Regions from separate parts of the Manis javanica genome. Here region 2 is linked to region 1. The links are chromatin contacts, called in public Hi-C maps. All regions are on one chromosome and are shown on one strand. The core of a region is the stretch at or near the end of the contact, and the rest is flanking DNA. Distances in the headings are between cores, read along the strand shown. Region 1 holds the start of LOC108398423 (dol-P-Glc:Glc(2)Man(9)GlcNAc(2)-PP-Dol alpha-1,2-glucosyltransferase). Region 2 holds the start of YARS2 (tyrosyl-tRNA synthetase 2).

The links. A called contact is a pair of places that touch in the nucleus more often than the background predicts.
Region 2: a Hi-C map of blood shows a contact between it and region 1, with 9 times the contacts expected there. The contact joins the promoter of YARS2 here to the promoter of LOC108398423 in region 1. A contact is called at or near these places in 2 of 2 Hi-C or Micro-C datasets (blood and fibroblasts).

The regions. Positions count from the first base shown.
Region 1 is chr15:5,632,903-5,636,044 of MJ_LKY, forward strand. It overlaps LOC108398423 (dol-P-Glc:Glc(2)Man(9)GlcNAc(2)-PP-Dol alpha-1,2-glucosyltransferase), which reads right to left and starts at 1,828. Exons shown (of 3, transcript XM_017662414.3): 1 at 1,515-1,828; 2 at 259-456. The coding sequence starts at 1,685.
Region 2 is chr15:6,252,556-6,255,255 of MJ_LKY, forward strand. It overlaps YARS2 (tyrosyl-tRNA synthetase 2), which reads left to right and starts at 1,424. Exons shown (of 5, transcript XM_073223276.1): 1 at 1,424-2,251. The coding sequence starts at 1,470. LOC118970872 (a long non-coding RNA gene) reads right to left here and starts at 1,488. Exons shown (of 3, transcript XR_005059042.2): 1 at 1,353-1,488.

The sequences.
Region 1 (3,142 bases), core at 578-3,077:
ATAAAAAATAATTATCTACAAAATAAAATAAAATAAAATAAATAAATAAATACAAATGTCTTCTAAACTGTGGGTGTGGAACCTACTGCGTCCTATCAAAATTAAGGCTTTTCTTTCCTTAGTTTGGAAACGTAGAATTCAGTTTTTGTAGATTACATTTTCGTCAAGACACTTTTCACCAAATCTCACAAAAGCAAGTCATCAAAGTCGTGGACCTGACTGCACAGAAACTTATAACCAATTGTCCTGAAAACCTACCTTGTGTCTGGGCTGCACCTTGCGGAAGAGCAAATACAGTAAATAGAAGTTGCCGACGCTGAAGAGGAGATTTACGAATCTGAGCATTCCAATGGAGCAAACGACATGCTCGGACCATCCAAAGATCCAACTGGCAGGTTTGACCACTCCAACCGACAGCAGGTACAAGCCAGGTAACGTAGTAATCATGGGATCCCACTTAAAAAAAATCAAAGGCCGCCAATGAAGCAAAGCAAGAGGTAATACGACAGGACCAACACGAAGATCTCAAAGGACACCGACCGTTAAAACAGCAACGGGGCAGTTCAAGAAGTTATTCTGTGACACAGGAAAATAAGACCCAGGCAGATCAGATTCTTCTCTAAAGGAAAGTTTTGCTTATAATTTTGCCTCTGCACCGCGTTGTGATTATTAAGATACCAGCAACCAGAAGGCAATTTAAAATCAATATCCGTTTTCCAAGACTTCCTCTGCAGAGAGCCTGTGTTTTGGTTCTAAAATTACAAATGCTTCAGTTTTAAAACTGATGAAACCATCCGCTTCAGCTGGGACTCTGGCAGATTTGGAGAGAAACAAGTGTTTAAAGAATTTAAACCACAGGCTCCAGAGTGACAGGTAATATGAACGAGCAGGAATTGGGCTAAATCCTCTATTTAATCCTGCAACACTCCTTATAGTAGATCCTACTGTTACTGTCATTTTTTGATGAGAAATCTGAAACTCAGAAAACGTCTTAGGCCATGTAACTAGTCAGTAACAGAGCCAAGATTTAAAATCAGGTCTTTCTCAAACCAGACTCTCTTTCTGACCACTATTCTGTATTGCTCCATCAGAAAAGGCAGGATGTCTACTTTTTTATGTATCTATGTGTTAATTATATACTCAAACATGAGCCCACTTCTCTGTCAGTTTATCCAGAAGGTTCCCGAGACCACCAGGGACAGGATTCGTGTAACTTTTCTTGGCGGCTGAAGACTCGCCCTGCCCGCCCTGCCCACCCGCAGCGGGGTTCGCAGACAGCTCGTGGGCGCAGCCCAAGGCCTCTAATGCCGGGATAGGGACGAAAACCTGGGGCAGCTGCTACCGGCTGCCCGGAGGGGCGGCCCCTCAGCTCCCCGCTGGCCGACCTCGAGCCCCGATTCCCGGCAGGCAGACCTGCTTCCGTTCCCTCGCTAGCGTGTCGGCGCTGCGACGGGAGCCGGACCGCAGCGCCCGCCACATCCCGGCGCAGGGAGGCCAGGGCGAGGGGCGCCCACCTGGGAGAGCGAGAAGCGGCCCTCGCAGTAGCGCTGCGCCTGCGGCAAGTGGAAGACCTCGTCCATGTAGGGCTCCCGCAGCGCGCGGCTGAAGGCGGCGAAGAGCAGGCAGGACGCCAAGAAGGTGCAGCTCAGGGCAGCCGAGAAGTAGTAACCCTCCAGCTGCGCCATGCTCGACCCCGAAGCCGCCGCCCAGGAACCCAGTCCTGGAGAGAAGGTGCCAGCTTCCGGAGCCTGGATCGTCGAGCTTATAACTGGCTCGAAATGGGCGCGCAAGGCGGGACTGGCCGGACGGGACCGCGCTGAGCCGGAAGGCAAAGGCTGCCGGGAGAGCGCGGACCGCGAGCTTCCGGAAGGGTCGGGTCGTTGTTTCCCGAGGACGAGATTAGGTAACGGACCGGGCTGCTGCGCTGTCAATCATGTGGCGCGGGGCGCACTGAGTGGCCAGAGCCGCAGGGAGGGGCGGGCTCCGGCGGCCCGCGGCTAGGGAGAGGCTTGGCCGGACGCTTTGAAAGGAAAACCGCGGTTTACATCCGCAAAGCACTTTCGCCTTTGTTCCTGCTCGTCCCCATCCCTTACCAGCAGAGGGCGCCATCTCCCCACGTTTGCAATGGCCACTTAGATTTGCACATTTACCCCCGGTTACTGGTTTTCTTTCAAGTGAACTAAATTACTAAAACCTGCAATTCCAAAACATTTGATCTCTTTAACTTTGGAGGGTGGGAGGGAAGCATTGATTGTGGAGGCTAAGATTGAGACTTTCAGGGTAAAATGCAAACCAAGAGAAATTCTTCACTGCTCAATGAATTTAATTAGGGGATGTTTTGCGTTGAAAGCATATGCTTTCAAATGTCGATACTCTCGAATAGGGTTTTAGCTAAATCCTCATTCATAGTCCACTCTGATTGCCACGGTACGGTATGGGAGTTGGGGACTAATTATTTTAGGATTTGGGGTATTTGAGATAAGGAAGGCTGCTTTGTGCCTGTAAATTTGATTCTCGTTAATCTCCCTATTGCAGCATTCTGCTTTTCCTTCTAAGTCATAAGCATCTTATTGGGTGGCACGATGCATCACTTTTCTTTGCAGTCCCCCAAAACGGCTTTCACATATTAAGTTCTTAAATTTGTAGACTTTTACAGGTGGCGTAGACTTCACACATTTCCTGTATTGGAAGTTAAGGGAAGGAGGTGAGAATAAGTGTTTGAAGAACACAGAAGATAAATAACGTCCTGTAATTTTGCCTTGAGCAGAGTTGGCAATGTTTTGTAGAAAAATGACTTATTGGACTGAGGTTGTCTTTGGTGCGGCTACATCAGAAAGAGTCAGGTTTTGTTTAAAGTTGCAAATCTCAGGGTTCTCAGTTCAGCCCTTTCTCTGGGTAAGAGCTCTCCCAGTTTGGGCAGGACTGTCAGATTAAATTGACTGCCTCCTTATTCAGTCTCTGCTATTTCCTCATTAATAAGAAGGGCAGCAGGTGAATAAGGGGGAGGGGCATATTTAAAGCTCTGGAAACAAAAAGCATGTCATGTGCTTTTTGTGATGTTTATCTTTGTTTTCTTTGTTATTTCCCATTTTATTATTGATTCCATGCTGTACTTACCTATTTGAGATCATGTCCAGATGGT
Region 2 (2,700 bases), core at 174-2,673, 620 kb after region 1:
CTTCAGCATCTGGGATTATGTGTCACAGACTGTTGAGTAAGTATATAAAAATCCTATCAAAGTTACGGTTTGGCAAGGAGAAACTCACTTCCCTGATAATTTCACATGCAAAGAAACTAATTTGTAAAATTGTGTTTCATTTTGTTAAACGACTCTATAATGTGAAGCAATGGAAAGGTCCTGTAAGGAATGGTTGGGGCACTCCAGATGCCCGGCTCAGGACCCAGATGCCCAGTTCAGGACCGAGGCACTGAGTCGCCCAGTTGGTGAATATATCGGCTGCTGATGGTTCGCAGATGACTTCTTCTCCTGCAACTCGCCCTCTGCCAAAGCCCTGCCCGAGGTTGTGCCTCCTCTCCAGGGGCACCCGCATTTAATGACTGGGCAATAACAGGGCACAAAGGCCTGCCCCCTTGTTTCAATTCAGGATGCCTCTGAGAGGAAATGCCCGCTCCAGAGCGCGCTGGGGGATTGTCCGAGGCCTCTGGGAACCTGTTCAACTTCTTCTGCCCACCCTGCTTCCACCAGGACATTACAGATACTGTTCTGAAGAGCAAACCCTAATAATCCTTCTGCACACAGATCTCTGACTCGAGTCCGCTTCCCGGGGAACTCGAGGTCAGCCAGCTGGCACTGAAAGTGGTCCTGGAAATGAGTCTAAAATGTGGCTTTGAGGCGGGATCCCCCGCCAGCCAGCTGCCAGCGAGACGCCCGTCCCCGGTGACCGGAGCACGGAGAGCACCCGGCGCGCTGCGGCAGCGGGATCACTAATCTGAATCCACTAATCACGTCCGCGTCCCACCTGGTTGCCTGTAACTCTAAATAAATAAATAAAACATAAGGCTCTTTCTGCGTTTAACTCACTGTACCGAACGCTCTCCCGCTGTAGCCTGGGCAGGACTGCCGCCTCCTGGAGGAGCGAAGAAACGGCGGGGACGCCGCCGCCGGCCACGTGGGGAATCTGCCCTGCGGAAGGGCGGCCGTCGGGGCGCCCACTCCCCCTCTCTCCGCAAGTTAGACCGACTCCTAACCCCTCGCAGCCTCTGCAATAAGTTTTTGCATAGGACCAAGACTTCAAAGAACCTGTGCCTCCCAATTTTTTAAGTGAAAATTTAGACAAAGTTAACATTTGTACGGAGCTTGTGCCAATCTCTTTGATTCTTAATGTTCACCACAGCCCTGTGAGGTAGGAGCTATCACCGTAAACACGGCCACGTTCCGGATGAGGAAAGTAAATCTTAGGGGACTTAAGGCAGCTGGACGCGAGGAGGAACCCCCCCACCCCACCCCGCGGGCAGTGAGGACGCCAGCACCCGCCGGGTCACCCATCCCGCCGCTCCCGCCCGCCCTACCTGGGCATGCGCAGTGAACCCCGCGGCCACTTCCGTGGGACTCAGGAGGCGGGCGCTCCGGGAGGGCGGGGCGGGGGAAGCTCTAAAATCCCAACGTTCCCTGCGCGCCACGCCAAGATGGCTGCGCCCGTGTTTCGCTGTTTTTCCCGGGCTCGGTGGTTTAGTGCCCCAGACCCATCGGGGATCTTGTCCCTGGGGCTGCGAGAGGCCCACTCAGGCGCTCAGGGGCTGCTGGCCGTGCAGAAGGCCCGGGGCCTGTTCAAGGAGTTCTTCCCCGAGAGGGGCACGAACATAGAGCTCCCAGAGCTCTTCGACCGTGGCATCGCGGGCAACTTTCCCCAGACCATCTACTGCGGCTTCGACCCCACGGCCGACTCGCTCCACGTGGGGCATCTGCTGGCGCTGCTGGGCCTGTTTCACTTCCAGCGAGCGGGCCACAACGTGATCGCGCTGGTGGGAGGTGCCACGGCGCGCCTGGGGGACCCGAGCGGCCGTACCAAAGAGCGCGAGGCGCTGGACGCAGAGCGCGTGCGGAGCAACGCGCAGGCCCTGCGCCAAGGGATCGAGGCCCTGGAAGCCCATCACCGACAGCTCTTCACCAACGGGCGGGCCTGGGGCAGCTTCACGGTGCTGGACAACTCGGGCTGGTACCAGGAGCAGCACCTGGTGGACTTCCTGGCTGCGGTGGGCGGCCACTTCCGCATGGGCACGCTGCTGAGCCGGCTGAGCGTCCAATCGCGGCTCAAGAGCCCCGAGGGCATGAGCTTGGCCGAGTTTCTGTACCAGGTGCTCCAGGCCTATGATTTCTACTACCTGTTCCGGCGTTATGGATGCCGGGTCCAGCTGGGTGGGTCTGATCAGCTGGGCAATATCGTGTCCGGATACGAGTTCATCCACAAGTAAGCGCCTCTAGACCCGAAAACTACTGGGACCAAATAGTTTATACACGAATGGCCTGTGATACGCTGTTAGTAATGTGCAGTTATGACCTGTTCAAGCCCTTAGTGTTCTTTATCCCGATTGAAGGTTTGTAAAGGTGTTAATATCACTAGATAGTAAGAACTGAAGGGCTGAATTGACGGCGTTAGGAATGGGACGTATTCTAGAGCTCTGCAGGAACTAGACGCATAGTCAGAATTCGAATTCTTTTGTGCATCCTCTGTAGGTAGGTCTTCTGATTGAGAAACTGCTTTTCATTGTTTATACTAAAACGCGACCAGGCGTCCGTGAGTTGCCTCCGCTTCAGCTCAGTAGCTTCCGTGAAGCTAGTGATAGTCTCAACACAATTTTCTTTAATTCCAAATATTTGGCAAATACTGTAGATTTCATTGGCATTTTCTTGAGGAAG